2 separate regions of the Mus musculus genome follow, and region 1 is linked to region 2. Evidence: chromatin contacts called from public ChIA-PET data. All regions are on one chromosome and are shown on one strand. The core of a region is the stretch at or near the end of the contact, and the rest is flanking DNA. Distances in the headings are between cores, read along the strand shown.

Region 1 (4,563 bases), core at 1,391-3,890, 260 kb after region 2:
GTACGTCGGATGTGATGACTCACGAGAACTTCCACAAGAAGAACACCCAGCTCATCAACGATGGCTTCCAGCGCTTCCGAGCCACGGAGGACTGCGGCACAGCTGACTGTCAGTTCTATGGACAGAAGACCACACACTTCCACTGCAGGTAAGTGAGTGACTGCCCACTGAAGGCTGCAAGAGGGACCGGCAGGGAACCAGGCCATGGATCACCAGGGCCCTGTTCTTGCTGGGTGTCGGGGCTGCTTAATGGCCCTGCCTTCAGTCTTCCCACGAGACCCGGTGTCAGTCTCCTTGTGTCCTCCGCAGGCGCCCTGGCTGCACATTCACCTTCAAGAACAAGTGTGACATCGAGAAGCACAAGAGCTACCACATCAAGGATGATGCCTACGCCAAGGACGGCTTCAAGAAGTTCTACAAGTACGAGGAGTGCAAATACGAGGGCTGCATGTACAGCAAGGCCACCAACCATTTCCACTGCATCCGCGCCGGCTGCGGCTTCACCTTCACCTCCACCAGCCAGATGACCTCACACAAGCGCAAGCACGAGCGGCGGCACATCCGGTCCTCGGGGGCCCTGGGGCTGCCGGCCTCCCTGCTGGGCGCCAAGGACACGGAGCACGAGGAATCCAGCAACGATGACCTCGTGGACTTCTCTGCCCTGAGCAGCAAGAACTCCAGCCTGAGCGCCTCCCCCACCAGCCAGCAATCGTCCGCATCCCTGGCCGCTGCGGCTGCCGCCACCACTGCTGAGGCCATCCCCAGTGCCACCAAGCCTCCCAATAGCAAGATGGCAGGCCTGCTGCCCCAGGGCCTGTCTGGTTCCATCCCCTTAGCACTGGCCCTCTCTAACTCAGGCCTGCCCACCACCACACCCTATTTCCCTCTGCTTCCTAACCGTGGGAGCGCCTCATTGCCTGTGGGATCTCCAGGGCTCCTGGGCTCCATGTCCTCTGGGGCCACAACCTCAGCAACCCCTGACATGCCGGCCCTGATGGCTTCCAGAGCTGGAGACTCGGCCCCCACGGCTGCCACCTCTCTCTCGGTGCCCCCTGCCTCCATCATTGAGAGAATCTCTGCAAGCAAAGGCCTCATCTCACCCATGATGGCTAGACTGGCTGCGGCCGCCCTCAAGCCCTCTGCCACCTTTGACCCAGGTGAGCAGGCTGGGCCTTGCCCAGTGAGCAAGCACACTGGGAAACTGGCAACTCCCGGGCCTGAGACTGAAGAACATGGGGCAGGCTGGGAAGTGTCTGCCCAGCCCCCACACCTGCAGCCCCCACGTAGCAGCCCCTTCCTGCTTGGTCTCTGTCTCCATCCTGTCGATTTGTTTGCCCTTTGGGGGTGGGGGTCCCTCATTTTGGCCATGCACCCAGGGACTCACTCCTCTGTATGTGGAGCTGGTGAGTGGTTCCTGTCTCTGAGCACCTGGGTGGCCTAATGGCGCCAGGTCTCACTGGTTCTGTCACCAGTGAGTCCCTGAGCAGAGTCCTCCAAGGCCACCTCTTCTCTCCGCTCTTCTCTAGCTGACACAGAGTGACACATGAGCTCAGGGAATGGGTGTTCGCATCCCACGCCTGTATAGGACGACTCTCAGGCTCTCTCCCTCGTCCTCCTTTCTCTTTCTCCTCTCTCCTTCCCTTTCCTTTGGGAATTTTCTTTCTCCTCTCTCCTGTTTTCCCTGCCCATCTTCCTCGGGGGGTAGTGGGTGCTATTTGGATTCCTAGAAAGAGTTCAGCTCACACCGTGGATGTGGCTCCTTTAATTCCTCCAAACCACTGGTTTGCCCAGAGGAGCTTGCTGGCTACGTGCTGGGCTGGATGCTGAGGAGAGACAGAAGCCCCACCCTGTGGAGCAGGTGGGACAGGGACAGAGAGCCATATCCTTAGCAGCCTGGCTGCCCAGCCTTCATGCTCCACTCCCATCCAAAACCATCTCAGAACCAGCCAAGACCAAGGGTCTCTTGCACCCACATGGGGCTCCTGTCCCAACTCTTGGGGATGCTAGGCTGGGCTTTTTCTCTGGAGCCTAGAATAGGTGACTGCAGGTGACTGTAGTGTGGATTCCTGAAGGCTAGAAGTCCTCTTGGTTCATGAGAGGCACGTGACCCCTTTGGGACCCCTGTCTTCCACTTCAAGGGTGGGGGGAACTTTTGTAGCTATGCTCACTCCTCCAGCCAGGGGCTTTCAGGGAGAGCCACGGAAGTCTCTGCTACCAGACTGCCAAGTTACTCTTTTACCCCAGAAGCACCTCTCCTCCTCGTCCCCCCCAAAAGAAAGGTCAGATAAAGGGGAAGGAAGCTGTTTCCCTTCATCTTTAATAAAATGTCACTTGCTTCTGTGGTGCAGCTCTCTGTAAGCTGTAGTGCCTTGGGGCAAATTAATATTTCAGTCACTTGGGGATTATGGGGAGCAAGGCTCACTGGACGCCATCCTGTCAGCAACTTCCTTTGGCCCTGCCCTGTCAGCCTCCTGTGGCCTCTTCCCACCAAGCTCCCCCTCGTACCCAGTCAGGCATCCAAGGCGGGCCTGCAGTCGCTGCCCTGGACAGCTTGAAAGACGGCTGAGGTCGCATAGGTTGAACCACCCTGATTGGCCCGTCAGCCTTGATAGCCCTGACACAGCACATGCCCTCCGCGGGCATGCTCAGTGCAGACAGGGCCGTCGCCTCGGCAACAGTGGGCAGGGACTACGGAGGGGCCGCTCCCAGTCCAGATCTGCCACTTCCCCTCAGCATTAACAGAGTCTTTAATAAAAGCTTAAGCGGCAGCCCCGCAAATCGACTGTGACAGTTGGTGGTGGAAATGAAGGGCCCCCTGTCCCCGCCCAGGCCCCCTCCCCAGCCACCCGCTCTCCTCCTCCAGGAGGCCCTAAGCCAGGACAACTTTGACATAATTTTGCAATAATTATCACTTGAAGAATTGCCACACAGGGGTACACGTCGCAAGTGATCTCGTCAGCCGGAAGAGCCGCTGACCAGCAGCCAGTGCTCCTGGGGCCCCCTGCCTGTTCGGCCCACTGCCCGCCCTTTGGGTGTAAAGGAACGAGGGTACTAGATTTTGTGCCCGTGTTAAACCTGAGCCCCTCTGATCCCATCTTCCCTCCCCTCACCTGCAGGAAGTGGGCAGCAGCCCACCCCCACCAAGTTCCCCCAGGCCCAGGTGAAGCAGGAGCCTGACAGTGCTGGCACCCCAGGTCCCCACGAGGCCTCCCAAGACCGCAGTCTAGACCTGACCGTGAAGGATCCCAGGTGAGGCAAGGCCAGAGAAACCCCTGCAGATGCTGGCCTGGGCCCCAGAGAGGTGGTCTGCGCCTCTTAGTCTCAGCCAGCCCTGGGAACCAAGCCGAGCTCACCCTCCCGGCCAGGGTTCACTCTGCCACCGAGCAGTCACAGCAGAGAGTGGAAATCTCAGAGCCCTGGGCTGGCTGACTGGGAGGGAAGGGCCTCTGGGCCTGGGCCCACGGATGTCTGAGTTGAAGGCCCTTGGTTTGTGTGTTCCAGTAATGAATCAAATGGCCACGCAGTCTCGGCAAATTCATCTCTTTTATCCTCGCTTATGAATAAGGTAAGAACCATCCATCACACGCCTCCCGTTCCCCCACCCAGAGAAATTAAAGCCGTGCTGGGGGGCTGGGGGGATGTGTTTGTTTTTTAATGTTTTCCCTCTAATAAGATGAGTTTGTACCATTTAAATTTTGAGGCCATTTTTCATCGAATATAATTTCAGAGCCACTGCTTACAAATTAATTTAATGAACTGGCTGAAGAAATATATTTCAGCCTCTGACACCCTTTTTTCCCCCCTTCGGATAGTGGGCTCCAAAAGCTTTTCCAGAACCCTCTAACTTCTCTGGCCCTCAGTTATTAATGTTATTTATTTATTTTGTATATTTTTTTGTTTGTTTAAAAAGGGGTGGGGGAGGGGAAGGCCAAAGTGGGAGCAAAGCATCAATTTCCACTTTTCGGCTTGAGTAATGCTCTCGGACGCCTTCCGGAGAGGTCGCTCCAGAACATTTATTTTAAATAATGCAGGGTCTTTGTGAATTATACATCATCTCAAATATATTTTCCCCTTCACATGATAAATTTGACTGCAGCAAGATTAATTTGGTTACTGTACACAAGTGACTGGGTTGAAGAGGGAGCTGGGTCTGGGGTGGACCTCGTGCGGTGGGTGGGTTCCAGCTGGGTACCATTGGTGCCGCAGCCCCAGCTGCTGGTGCCCTGATGCCTTGCTGCCCGCCCTTTCCTGGTTACTCTCTTGCTGTCCTTTGCCCTCCTCTGGTCCCTACCCCGTGCTCCCTCACGTTCCACGTTAGCAGTAACAGTGAACCTGCTTGCTCTTACCCTGTGAAAATGTCTTGTCCTCCTTTGCGTGGCCTTTATCTTCAAGAAATTCACAGGGGTCCCACACACACACTGACCCTCCGCTCGGGTTTCTTATGAATACCTTCTGGTAGGAGAATGATCAGGGAGCGGCAAGGTCTAGGGCAAGGTGGGCTGCAGTGTGCACCCAGAGCAGAGGCCTCAGCTTAAATGATGGCTCCAGCTGCAGGCTGGTCCT
Region 2 (4,348 bases), core at 802-3,301:
TGGGGCTGCTACAAGGGTTGGGGGCTTAGGGGTGGGGGGGCCTCTGGGGTACAACCCTCAGAAGAGGTCAGCGGTAACTCTCTCCCTAGGAAGTCTTCCTCCTCCTTTCAGCTTTTCTCTTCAGCCTTTTCCTATCAAAGAACAGTTCCCCATAAGGTGGGGTAGGGTTTCCCTCCCCTGTCTTGCCCACTCTCTGGCTGTCTTCTTAAGCTTCGACAAGTTTATCTTTGGACTTGACTAACCCATTGATTTCCTCCCAATGGGGTCTTTCAGATAGTCTTAGTGTAACTACGTGCAAATGGGCAGAGTTTGTAGGTTTTGGGGGCACCACCTTCATAGTCCCGGGGCGGCGGTGGGGAGGGTGGGGGCGCGAGAAAATCCTGAAGGGCAAAGGCAGCAGGGAAATCTCCTTTCTGAGTGTGTGTGATTGGCAGGTTTACGGCCTCAGGAAGGTGCGTGGTATTCCGCACAATCAAGTCATTTTTAAAAATAATCTCCCTGCTTAGGTCGAACATGCTGCTAATTGCATTTTAATAAGTCTCTTAAAATCTTGCCATATTTTTTAATATCCTAATATTAGGTAAGTGATTGCGGGGGACACTGGAGGGCACGGGGAGTTTATGTAACAGAGGGAGGACTCTAGAGAAGCTGGGGGCTGGGGGTGGCTGCCAAGTGGCCTGTGGTGTGTGTCCCAGAAGGGTGTCTGCATTTATGTGTGTGTGGAATACAGGGGGCATGAGTGCGTGTCCGCCCAGAGTGTATCCGGGGTATGCATCCTCAAAACTGGCAGTGCTTGAGTGTCTTTCTTTGGCCACTAAATCAAGAATCTACGAAGGAGGCAGATTGAGCCCCCCCAAACTGGAGCACCAGAGTCTGAAAAGACCCCTGACCAGCTTGTCTTTCCCAAGACCAACCCCCCTGGGCTAAGAGAGGGGCCACTTAGCGAGACAGAGAACCCAAGCCGCAGGCTTGTGAGGCCAGCCCCAGACTCTGGCTGTGCCAGCAGGACCTAGCATCCCAGACTACTGCTCTAACTCTGCCCTGCTCAATAATGTGAGAAGCACTGGTGGGCAGTTCCCCTGGGGAGCTCCCCACACACCTGGCATTTTTCGCTGACCGCTTTCCCCTAAGTGGCCCTATAGGGTGGGTTGGAGTGGACTCAGCTGAGAAATGGCAGAGATGACGATTGAATCTACCGTCAGCTCCTGTGGTTAGTGGAGACAGATTCACTGACTCTCTCTCTCTCTCTCTCTCTCTCACACACACACACACACACACACACACATACACACACACACACACACACACACGTAAGCATGCACATATATGTGCGTGAATGCAGGTGTCGGTGGAGGCCAGAGGCATCAGATAAACTGGATGTGGAGTTAAAGCAGTAAGCTATAAGGCACCTGCTGTGGGTGCTAGGGATTGAACTTGGGTCCTTTGGGAGACCAACCTGTGAGCTCTTAACCACTGTGCCATCTCTTTAGGTTCCCCTCCTTTTTACTGACCTGAGCCATCTCCACAGCCCCTGGCAGAGAGGCTCATCCTGTCTGGTCAGGAGGGTGAGCTGGGGCTCCAGGGACTTCCTGCACAGCCAAGCATCCAGGCCTCTGGACACCAAGTGAGACAGCAGAGGAGACTGGCAGAAGCTGGGGAGCTGGCCTGGCCATAGCATGACCCCTGAACTGCCTGTTACTACAGACCAGGCTCCTCAGACCAAAGTCCATGTCTACCCTACTCAGTCTCTGGAAGTCAGAGGCCTGGAAGGATTCTGCTGGGGTCACGGGGCCAAGCCTATCAGCTATTCTTTGGACTAGTGGGGGTTCCTGGATGCCTCTACTGGCCCTGGCCATCCTCCTGCCTCCTCCTCCTTATCCACACCACCAGCCCGGGTGGGAGGCACATGTTGAGCGATCTTCTGAACAGGAAGTCAGCGTCCAGGTCGGCCCGAGTCCCTTTTCATGTGGTTTCTTTAATCCCCCGGGCTGGGTTTCAGAAGCGTTTTATAGTTTCAGTTTTACAAAGCTACGCTCCCTTTAATGTTAGCGTGTTCAAGAGGTGGGGGGAGAGGGCTTCAGTCAAAACATGTGTGCTCTACACCAGCCAGCTGCGGGGCCATGCAGCCCAGGGAGGAGAGCCGGCAATATGGCCTCCAGGCTCCTAACGTGGGGCCTGGATGGATGGGGAATGCCATCCACTGGCCTCTCTCGCAAGCTCATGCTTACCTGTTCCTGGTCCTCACCATGGTCGGTGGTGCCAGAATCCCAACTTCCTTCCCATCTGGTGCTTCATTTGGGCAGGAGGATGCTGGCTTTTGCTTTCACACCTGGGTCTTACCCACCAACATACTGGGTGGCTATTCACTTAGTGTCTTCCCCTTACATAGACACGACCTAAGCAGATATAGCCAGGAAATGGTTCGTTTGACATGTCAGTTATATCTGAATGGTCTACACACATATACACACACACACACACACCTCAAATATATAACTTTATTTTCTTTTTTTTTTTTCCGGGACAGGGTTTCCCTGGCTGTTCTGGAATTCACTTTGTAAACCAAGCTGGTTTCGAACATCAACCACATAGATCCGCCTGCCTCTGCCTCTCAAGTTCTGGGATTAAAGGTGTGGGCCACCACACCTGGCACAAATATATATAACTTTTAAATGAAAAGAAAAATGTAAAATTATACCATTGCCATGCATGTTCCGGGGAAGTCAGGACAAATATGCCTCCTTCTCTGGAAAAGAATTTTTTTTTTTTTTTTAGGTTTTCAAGACAGGGTTTCTCTGTGTAGCCCTGGCTGTCCTGGAACTCACTCTGTAGACCAGGCTGGCCTCGAACTCAGAAATCCGCCTGCCTTGCCTCCTTAGTGTTAGGATTATAGGCATGCATAACCACTGCCTGGCTTAAATTCGACCTTTAAAAAATTACATTTATTTATTTATTTGTTGCAGGGAGGGGAGCATGTGTGTGCCATGGCACAGAAGCAGAGGCCATCTTGCAGGAGTCAGGTCTCTCTTTCCATCAGGTGGGACCCAAGGAGTCATGACATCAGCCTTGGAGGCAAGTACCTGTACCCTCTGAGCCATCCCCCACCCCCACCCCCCACCCCCCGCCTGAAGGAGACAGTCTAGCCTTTGACACTGCGTCGTCGTCATCATCGTCGTCGTCGAGGGTTGTGCAATATGATTTTGTGTTGGGGCTCCATCTGAAGTAATCCTGGGGTGTATGAAGCCCTGTGCATTTGCCACATCTGGTAGAGGCATCTATCTTGGGAGGATGTCAAGTGTGTTCCCTACCTGCAGGGTCTATCTGCAAGGCTACCGCTCTTCTTCCTGGGCTAACCCTGAGTACAGGGAGGAGAAGGACCAGGCTTCCTGGAAGTGAATTGGGTGGAGAGAACAGACTTCGGAGTTACCGAGTCCTGGCTTACATCCCTGTTGTGCTTTCTCCTCAGAGTGCTGCCATGGGTGAGTGTCAGTGTGCCTCGGGGCTTCGAGCCTTTGTCTTCCTACCTGTGGCATGGGAACAGCAACATGGGTGCAGAGACAGTGAAGAGAGAGAGAGAGCCAGTATCACCTTCTGGTTTGGAAGCCTGAGAGCCTCGTTCTGAGCCACTTTGTTTCTGACCCCAGCCTTTGCTTTGCTATGGGTCCTGCCTTCTCCACCAGAGGCAGGAAGAGCTGGCATGGAGCTGCTGGGCAGCACGGGCCCTGCTTCCCCACATCTAGTGTGCGGACAGAACTATGTTCCAGCCTGGGCTGGTGAGTAAAGCTCTGGTCTGCAGATGCTGTGCTCCTAACAAGGCACACCCTTTCACCCTTGCTGGCCCCAGAGTTCTATGGACATTCCATGGTCTCCAGCTGCTTATACCCAAGAGCCGTGGGCACAGTGTCTGCTCTCAGTTACCACCCTCAGTAGCCATGGCTGCCCACCGCTCCTCGCCTCCCTGATGGAGTCTTGGGGGTGCTGTTCTCGGAACTGGTTCCCTCTCCTGAGAGGCCATGGACAGTGGGTTCGGAAGGAATAATGACAGCGGTGGATGATATGGCCAAACACTTCCAGTGTGACGGACAGAGCCGAGCCCTTGCCTTGACACATTTCCTTGTCTGCCTTGTGTCACTCACACGGGGGTGGGGGTAGGGGTGAGGGTAGGGATGGGGGTGGGAAATCGAGGGCAGTGCCTGGCACAGGGTAAGCCCTCAAGAAGATTTGCTAGGACTGGAGTGATGCTTCCCGCAGTCTAACGAGCATGGGGACCTGAGTTCAACACCCCACCCCCACCCCCAAGACCCATGTGGTCTTGGAAAAAGTCGGGTATGGCAGAGTGCCTGGAATC

What was found. ChIA-PET counts read pairs in DNA pulled down with a chosen protein or histone mark.
Region 1: an RNA polymerase II ChIA-PET map of memory CD8 T cells shows a contact between it and region 2, with 12 read pairs. The contact joins two enhancer-like sites. A contact is called at or near these places in 7 of 39 promoter capture datasets (the C10 cell line, cranial neural crest, embryonic stem cells and 4 more), 1 of 484 Hi-C or Micro-C datasets (embryonic stem cells), 9 of 115 datasets of contacts at active chromatin or transcription factors (acute myeloid leukemia, embryonic basal ganglia, embryonic stem cells and 2 more) and 1 of 9 other capture datasets (adipose tissue).

Annotation. Positions count from the first base shown.
Region 1 is chr4:148,938,166-148,942,728 of GRCm38.p6, forward strand. Casz1 (castor zinc finger 1) reads left to right here. Exons shown (of 21, transcript NM_001159344.1): 10 at 1-148; 11 at 310-1,157; 12 at 3,117-3,249; 13 at 3,502-3,565. Among named protein-coding and RNA genes, the nearest start is that of Gm13205, 12 kb to the right of the region's middle. Within about 2 kb of position 2,641, at least 189 of the 459 cell types and tissues checked have an H3K27ac peak or open chromatin away from gene starts, as enhancers often do. A contact at or near this core is called in memory CD8 T cells, where this site is marked.
Region 2 is chr4:148,681,765-148,686,112 of GRCm38.p6, forward strand. No RefSeq gene overlaps it. Among named protein-coding and RNA genes, the nearest start is that of Gm572, 41 kb to the left of the region's middle. Within about 2 kb of position 2,052, at least 65 of the 459 cell types and tissues checked have an H3K27ac peak or open chromatin away from gene starts, as enhancers often do. A contact at or near this core is called in memory CD8 T cells, where this site is marked.